2 separate regions of the Cyprinus carpio genome follow, and region 2 is linked to region 1. The links are chromatin contacts, called in public Hi-C maps. All regions are on one chromosome and are shown on one strand. The core of a region is the stretch at or near the end of the contact, and the rest is flanking DNA. Distances in the headings are between cores, read along the strand shown.

The links. Hi-C and Micro-C count contacts between places; a contact is called where the count stands out from the background.
Region 2: a contact with region 1 is called in a Hi-C map of red blood cells, with 6 times the contacts expected there. The contact joins the promoter of LOC109050527 here to the enhancer-like site in region 1. A contact is called at or near these places in 2 of 8 Hi-C or Micro-C datasets (red blood cells and skeletal muscle).

What each region holds. Positions count from the first base shown.
Region 1 is chrA25:1,742,852-1,747,128 of ASM1834038v1, forward strand. All of the region lies in intron 1 of LOC122135525 (a long non-coding RNA gene), which reads left to right. Among protein-coding and RNA genes, the nearest start is that of LOC122135525, 14 kb to the left of the region's middle. Within about 2 kb of position 2,165, at least 1 of the 8 cell types and tissues checked has an H3K27ac peak or open chromatin away from gene starts, as enhancers often do. A contact at or near this core is called in skeletal muscle, where this site is marked.
Region 2 is chrA25:1,778,236-1,782,512 of ASM1834038v1, forward strand. It overlaps LOC109050527 (peroxisome proliferator-activated receptor alpha), which reads left to right and starts at 2,230. Exons shown (of 8, transcript XM_042714987.1): 1 at 2,230-2,439.

The DNA of each region.
Region 1 (4,277 bases), core at 915-3,414:
ATTATTTTAATATATAATAGTATAATAACTAATGATTGTTTTTACCATTTTCAGAGAAGATTTTGTTCATAGACGTCTCAGAGACCTTTTTTTTTTCTATATTTATTTCTGGCAAAATGTCTTTCAACATCTTCTTTTAACGTTTCCAAATAGTTCCCATTGGCAACTCTAGTATTAATAATGCAGCATGTTAGAAACAACTCAGAAAATGCATAAATCTAGTTCTATTTTTCTATTTTGTAGTTTTGCCAGAGAAGAGCAGATAGCCTTGAAGTAAATCTTGTCTGTTATATTTTTGGAGACGAACATATTTTTCTGAACATGTGAGCAGCTCTGATTTACTGACAGCCAGAGCTCAGATGTGTTCCCAGTTCATCCATCAGGTGGCGCTGCTGTTTTTTTTATTTAAGAGAAGTGCTGCTGCTGATAATAAGAATAATAAGTATGTCTGAATGCACTTTTTTTTTTTTCTGATTAATAATCATATAATGTTGTTAGTTTTTTATGTTTTATTGTTTTTTGTATTTTTTATTATTGCTGAATGAGTTTGTAAATGTAATATTTAGAGGTGGACAATATGAATAAAATTACATCTTAATTTTTTTTAACTTATCAACATTTATTTATTTATTTATTTATTGTTCAGTTAAAGCAACTAGCAACCTATCAGCCATTGTTGCCAAGTAGAAGTAAAGCAGTACAGATCTATTTAAATTATGATCTGTTTAATTAATAATATTTTTGATGGTTTGTTTTTCAAGAATGAAATGCAATCATTTTCATTTATAAGTATTATATATATATTCAAACATTTTTGAGTGACAATGTTAACAATTTTTAATTAAAATCAGAGATGCAATTAAAACATTTTTATAAACCCTTACTAGGACTGTGAAAGTAGTCTAAAGCAACTGTACTTATGAAAATTAATAACAAAATAAAAAGCACATGACAAAAAAATATTTAATTTTTATAATTTATAATCATTTTAAATATATGTGAATATTCTGTAATTATTACTGTTATCTGAAACTATAAAAAAGTTGTATTTATTAAAATAAATCTGAAAAAAATATATAAATGTAAATTAAATAAATTAAATATAAATATTAGATGAAAAACTTAAACTAAAAAATAGTAATGTTGCCTTGGCAACTAACTGATAACTGAAGTAAGCACTAAAATTATTAACTGGAAATAACAAAAACTTAAAGTGAAATAAAAATAAATTAAACCTAAATAGTAATATGTGACACTGGACAACAAAACTTAAGTCGCTGGGGTATATTTGCAGCATTAGCCAAAAATACATTGAATGGGTCAAAATTATAGATTTTTCTTTTATGCCAAAAATCATTAGTATATTAAATAAAGATCATGTTCCATGAAGATATTTAGTAAATCTCCTACTGTAAATATATCAAAACTTCATTTTTGATTAGTAATATGCATTGCTAAGAACTTCATTTGAACAACTTTAAAGATGATTTTCTCAATATTTAGATTTTTTTTTTTTTTGAACTTTATTTTTGATGATTTTCAAATAGTTGTATCTCAGACAAATATTGTCCTCCTAACAAACCACACATCAATGGAGAGATTATTCATTCAGCTGATGATGATGCATAAATCTCAATTTCAAAAAATTTACACTTAAGACTGGTTTTGTGCTCCAGGGTCACATATTTAAAAACAAGAAAATCTAATAAATATTAAAATTACTAAAAATTACACTAAATAGAAAATATACAATTAAGCAGTGAACTGGACATGACCAGAGAAATATAAAGAACAGGTCCAAATGTTTCACACCAAAAATAACTTGCTCTCCTCGTATGCTGTGATTTATTCCCACAGATCAGCGAATCAGTGAATAACCACTTCAATCTGAGTCTCATCCTCAAATAAAGCTGTCATATGAATATTTTGGACACTTTAATAGTAGTTTCTTTCAGTTTTTTTTAATGCTTATGGAAGCTGTGGTCACTATAAACTGTTAAAAGCTGTGTAATAACGCCGTACAGGTTTGTGACGGACATGAGGGTGAATAAATTACATTTTTGTGTGAACTGTTCCTTTAAGAAGCCACTTAGAAATGTTTCAGTGATGATATCACAGCACTCCGACACGTTTGTAAGTGATTAAACGACTGAAATATCGGCAATCTGTATGTTTAGTTTACTGTGTTTGGCATTAGAGCAAAACAAATGCGTCGAAAGACAAACAGAAGGCGAAGGAGGAAAGGAGACGGCGGTCCTTCTTGTGTCGCAACAGTTAACTCTCAGAGCTGGACACAGCTGGGCTTTCGCCAGGCATTCTGGGACTTTTGGCTGTTTGACAAACTGCCTGCGAAGGGACCTGAAATACTTGGTTACGCTGGACGACTGTCAACTAACTCCAGCGGACAATGAGACGCACTTCAGGTCTGTTTTTAGTCCGTTCAGCTGAAAGTGTTTAATAAAAGCTCAAATCTACGTGTTTAATCCGAGGTGATGTCTATATAACTATATTTAAACTTTATCAGCCTGCATGCATATAAAAATAAATCATCTTTTCCTTATTGTGCAAGAATAAACACATTTTCAAAGCACATTTTATTTCCATAATGTGATGTATTTACTGTATTCAGCAAGCTGTGGGATGCTTGATTTAATCCTTAAAGGAACAGTTCACCCAAAAATGCAAATCTCCTGAACATTTACTCATCCTCAGGCCATTTGAGATGCAGATGAGTTTGTTTCTTCATCAGTTTTGGAGAAATTTAGTATTGCATCACTTGCTCACCAATGGATGTGAATGGGTGCCGTCAGAATGAGAGTCCAAACAGCTGATAAAGTAATCCACAGGTAATCAACAGCACTCCAGTCCATCAGTTAACATCTGGAGAAGACTCTCATTCTGACGGCACCCATTCACATGCACTGCTGAGCAAGTGATGCAATGCTACATTTCTCCAAATCTGATGAAGAAACAAACTCATCTACATCTTGGATTATCTACGAGTGAGTAAATGTTCAGGAGATTTGCATTTTTTGGGTGAACTGTTCCTTTAAGGATTAAATCAATCATCCCACAGCTTGCTGAATAAAGTAAATACATCACATTATGGAAATAAATAAAATGTGCTTTGAAAATGTGTTTATTTCTGCACAATAAGGAAAAGATGATTTATTTTTATATGCATGCAGGAAACTCATCTGCGTCTTGGATGATCTAAGAGTGAGTACATTTTGAGCAATTAAAATTTTGGGGTGAGCTATTCCTTTAAGGAACTGATGTGATGGTACAAAGTATGCATTGTCTAAAAATAAAAAGCAAGGATGTTTTTTTGAGGATTGTTGAGCAGATTGTACAGTCTTATCGCTGTGTTTGTGTCACTCTGGAACAGTTTTGTCTGTGATTTCTGTGCCGTCTTATTTCAATAGTGTTTAGGGTTTGTGTGAGTGAGTTTGGGTGATTTGCATTCAGTGCAGCCGCTAGAGTTTACAGGTCAATCCCAATTTTTTTTTTTTTTTTAAAAAGCATGTGCCAGGAGCTGATCTTTCTCTCTTTCTCACTTGTTTTTTTTATTTTTTTTTTATTATTATTATTCTATGCCTTTTTAGACACTTAATACACACATAAAAGGTCTGGAACTCATTGCATTACATAAAATATCAAAGCAAGTTACATTTATTGTACAGTAAAATGCACAAACATATTTGTCAAGCTAATCTTTTGACGGACATAAGTTTCTGAAATGCTGAAACAATACTCATGAATTTTGCAGTTTCACATTTTTGTGTCCCCAAAATGCATTTGGAGGCAAATAAAAATATCATTGTATTAAATATGTGCTTATTACAAGTCATTCATTAGAAAGATGCACAGGTACACTTTTAAAGCAAGTCATCTGATTAAAAAAAGTTTGTCTGGTGTGAAATGCTAAACCACAGTGAAAAATAATAATTCTTCCTCAGTATTTTTGTCTTGTTTTCTAGTACAAATATCTAAACATTCTTAAACCAAGAAACATTTACTTGGAGATGCTAAATAAGAAAAATGAATCAAAACTAAGTTTATTTTTACTGAAAACAAGACACACAAGTATCTGCCATTAGGTGTAAGAAAAATATAAACGTATTTCTCCTTTGAATTAAGTTTAAATTTTCCTGCCCTATTCACAGATTTTCTTTCACTTCTTTTAAGCATAAAATCACTTAATTATTTTTATTTTTTAGAACACAAAACCTAATATATTTAGTAATTGTGCATCTAAAGTAAATGCAAATCTCGAT
Region 2 (4,277 bases), core at 980-3,479, 35 kb after region 1:
TCCCGTCCACTTGCCCCCTGGGCAATATTAGTGCAAGCCCAAAATTTATGTCTGAAAGATTTCACAACATAAGCCCTGTGTCTTTCCTCAAAGTGCTTTTGCAATAGAAAGAGTTTTTAAGTTGGATGAGACACAGCTGTCTGCCAACCTGCCGCCTTGCCTCATCTCAAGATGTGTTTTATTATAATAGAAAAAGAATGTAAAAAAGGCACAATAAAAACTTGTTAATTGGTTAACTGTTTTATTTATATATATACAGAGATATGTACAGGATTTTATAACCTAAGTAGGTCTATATAACAACATTATAATGTTTAATTATATTTACAACTATGTTTTTGGGCTACTGTATTAAACACTATTGAGAAGTAAAATGATAATTGGTTAAAATTTATATTACCACATCATATATATATATATATATATGATATATCTATATATAGATAATATATATATATATTATATATATATATATATATATATATAATATATATATATATACAGTAGTTACAACAATATTACACATATACGTTTTACAGTAAAAAAAATTCTAGAATGTTTTATGATTAAAAATTATATAATTATAAATATATTTATTTTTAATTTTTATTTATTTATAATTATTATATGTTATTAATTATAATTATTTATAATATTTTATAGGGCAAGTAGTAGGTACCTCCCAATTTATTTATTCATAATTATTATATTTTATTAATTATAATTATTTTGAATTATTTTAAAGGTATAGTAGTTCTGTGGAGTTGTAATATTTATAAAAAATATTTAAATAATAATTGTGTTAAATGGTTTAATTTATTGATTATATTTTAAGTTTATTTATTGATTTAAGTATAAGTTACCTTATAATATGCTAATGTGTAATATATATATAGTAAACAATACATACAATTGTTTTGTAATTTGTTTTTTGTATGATTTATTTTTTATTTTGATAATGTTTAACATAATTACATTATTTATAATAAAAATATATTATGTATATTATAGGATAAGTTTAAAAAAAATATATAGAATGATATTACATATATAAGGCATTATAGATCCCAAGTCGGTTTGTGTCAACAGGTGCTTAGTATTATTTCCCCATGATACATACATATACAGGATTATATATCCCAAGTCGGTGTAACATTATAGTATTTCATGATACATACAGACTGTGTAAAATACTCACCGAACACATTGTAAATGTTTTTGTGTTGTCTGTTTGTGCGCAGGTCTGCTGGTGTGTCTTGGTGTGATTTGGTTTGGTGTGATTAGGTCTGGTGCCTGTTTTATTCTTTATATCTTTTATAGCTCAAGGCATGCCATGTTCTGTCTGTCTTAATATGCAGACTCTCTGGACTGCTGTAAGAATGCAAAAGCTGCACTGAAATGCATCAAAATGGCATGGACATTTTCACTTCTCTGAAGTTAAAGCAGTGCAACAATTTCATGACATTGTTAATAATTAGAAATAGAACATGAGAAAAATTGCTAAACTGTGAATGTGGTTGTGTTTGTGTTAGTTTGGAAAAAATGTAATGATAAAATAATTAAAATATATATATATATTTTTGCATAATGTATCTTATTTTTAGTACAGTTAATTTTTGTGTTGTTTTGTTTAATAATGTGATTTTTTTTTGTAATTCGCAACACACACACGTACACATGAAGTGTTGGATGTAATGCATTCTTAAGTGATTAATTACTGTAATTAATTAGGCCTTCTTTTCCCTTGAAAAAGTAAAGTAAGGGATTACTCTTATTTTTTTCTGTTATTTTAATTAGCTACTTCTGATATAATTGCATTGAACATATAAAAGAATAGTGAATTTGACAACAAAATTTTATTTGAACATCTCCCTTTAAATATAGCCTAGTTCAAGATTTATGTAATTTCCATATAATACATACATAAAAAATGAAAAATGTTCGGAATTGTGTTTTTTATATTGCATTTTCTATAGGCTTTTTAATATTTGCATTGCATTACAATCATCATTGTTTTTTTTTGTTGTTTTTTTTGTTGTTTTTTTTTTCTGTGTGTGTTTTTTGTGTGTGTTTTTGATATAGGGTGTTGTGTGTGTAGTGTGTGTGCTGTGTATTTTTGTATGTCCCCTGACAATCTCCTCTCTTCACAAGCTGGGGCGTCCTGCGCTCTGATTGGCCGAGCGCTGAGGTGTGTCGGGGGGTGTGTTCGTGCGTCCGCGTGATCGCCTGTGCGTCATGACGTCGTTTCCGGGCGGCGCTCGAGTGCAGCGGCTGTAGTTTGACAGCGGCAGAGTTGCGACGCGCGTCAGCGGAGATTATTTTTTTATAGAAATGATATAAATGCTGTTCCGCTGCAATGATCGCGCTGACAGCACCGCCTTCGGCTCACTGACGCCCCGAGACGCGATGTTTGACGAGCGCTGGCTGCCGCAGTTAAAGGTGACTCGGTGTCTGTGTTGTTGTGTGAAGTGAAGATCCTGCACTCCTTCTTACTGCTCGATTCTATTCTATTCTATTCTATTCTATTCTATTCTAGTCTAGTCTAGTCTAGTCTAGTCTAGTTTAGTCTAGCCCATGTCTCTTCTGTTCTGTTCTGTTCTAGTCTATTTTATTCTGTTTTATTCTGTTCTAGTCTATTTTCTTCTGTTCTGTTCTATTGTAGTCTAGTCTTTTCTACTCTGTTGTTCTTTTCTATTCTAGTCTATTTTATTCTGTTCTATTGTAGTCTATTTTATTATGTTCTGTTCTATTCTAGTCTATTTTATTATGTTCTGTTCTAAACTATTCTATTTTATTATGTTCTGTTCTATTCTAGTCTATTTTATTCGGTTCTGTTCTATTCTAGTCTATTTTATTATGTTCTGTTCTATTCTAGTCTATTTTATTTGGTTCTGTTCTATTGTAGTCTAGTCTTTTCTACTCTGTTGTTATGTTCTATTCTAGTCTATTTTATTCTGTTCTATTCTAGTCTATTTTATTCTGTTCTGTTCTATTGTAGTCTATTTTATTCTGTTCTATTCTGTTCTAGTCTATTTTATTCTGTTCTGTTCTATTCTAGTCTATTTTGTTCTGTTCTGTTCTATTGTAGTCTATTTTATTCTGTTCTATTCTGTTCTAGTCTATTTTGTTCTGTTCTGTTCTATTCTAGTCTTTTCTACTCTGTTGTTCTGTTCTATTCTAGTCTGTTTTATTCTATTCTGTTCTATTGTAGTCTAGTCTTTTCTACTCTGTTCTGTTCTATTCTAGTCAGTCGTGTTGTTCTTTTCTGCTTTTTTATTCTACTCTGTCTACTGTTTATTTTCTATTATAGTTTGCTCTATTACTCCGTATTTGTGTTTTAATCGAATCATTTAGATGCATTTTCTAATATTTATTGTTAATATTTTGTTAATATATCAGTAACAATAATAATAAGTTTTTCAATTTCTTTACTTAAATGTAACACTGTTACTGTAAATTTGCGTTAATTATTATTATTAGTTTTAATATTATATATATGTTTTTTATATGTTTTTTATTAAAACAAATTTATAATAATAAAAGAAAAATACATAAAATTAATCAAATATAATATATTATAGTATATATTTTATTAATATTATATATTTTTTCTTTTATTGTTTGTTTAGTTCTTTTCATAGAATATTATCTTTTTAAATCTATTAGATGCTATTAGATTTTTAGATTTATTTATTGTTATATATTTTATTATATTAAATATCGCATTACATTTATTCATATATATTTATTAATATTATATACCACATTGTATATTATTAATATTATATAATAGATTTGTTATATTTATTATTATATGTTTATTATATTATAAATTACATTATATTTATTAATATTATATTTATTTATTTTTCTGTGTATACTATATTTATTAAATTATTTTTCCCATGTCTTTAGTCCTTGTCATAGAATATTATATTTCTGAGCAGGTGGACATGCATGATTTTTGTCCCAGTGTCATTCACGGCTGATGGTTTTCTGGTTGTGATAGTTTCAGATCATGTGGTTATAGATTTACCGAGCAGCATGTGCTGGAGAATCAGTGTGCTGTGACTGACCAGAGCTTGCTTTCTCTCTGTCTCAAGTCACACAGCAGTTTTCCAACACTAACAGGCTTTTCTGAGCACTTTAGATGGTTTTGTTGACATTAAAGCGGTCTGGAGAGTTTTGCTCCTGTGGTGAAAGAGAGTTACGTAATATCACAGGTGTAGTTACTGTGTGTATTAGCGACTCAGTACTCGCTTTATGTTTTGTTATGA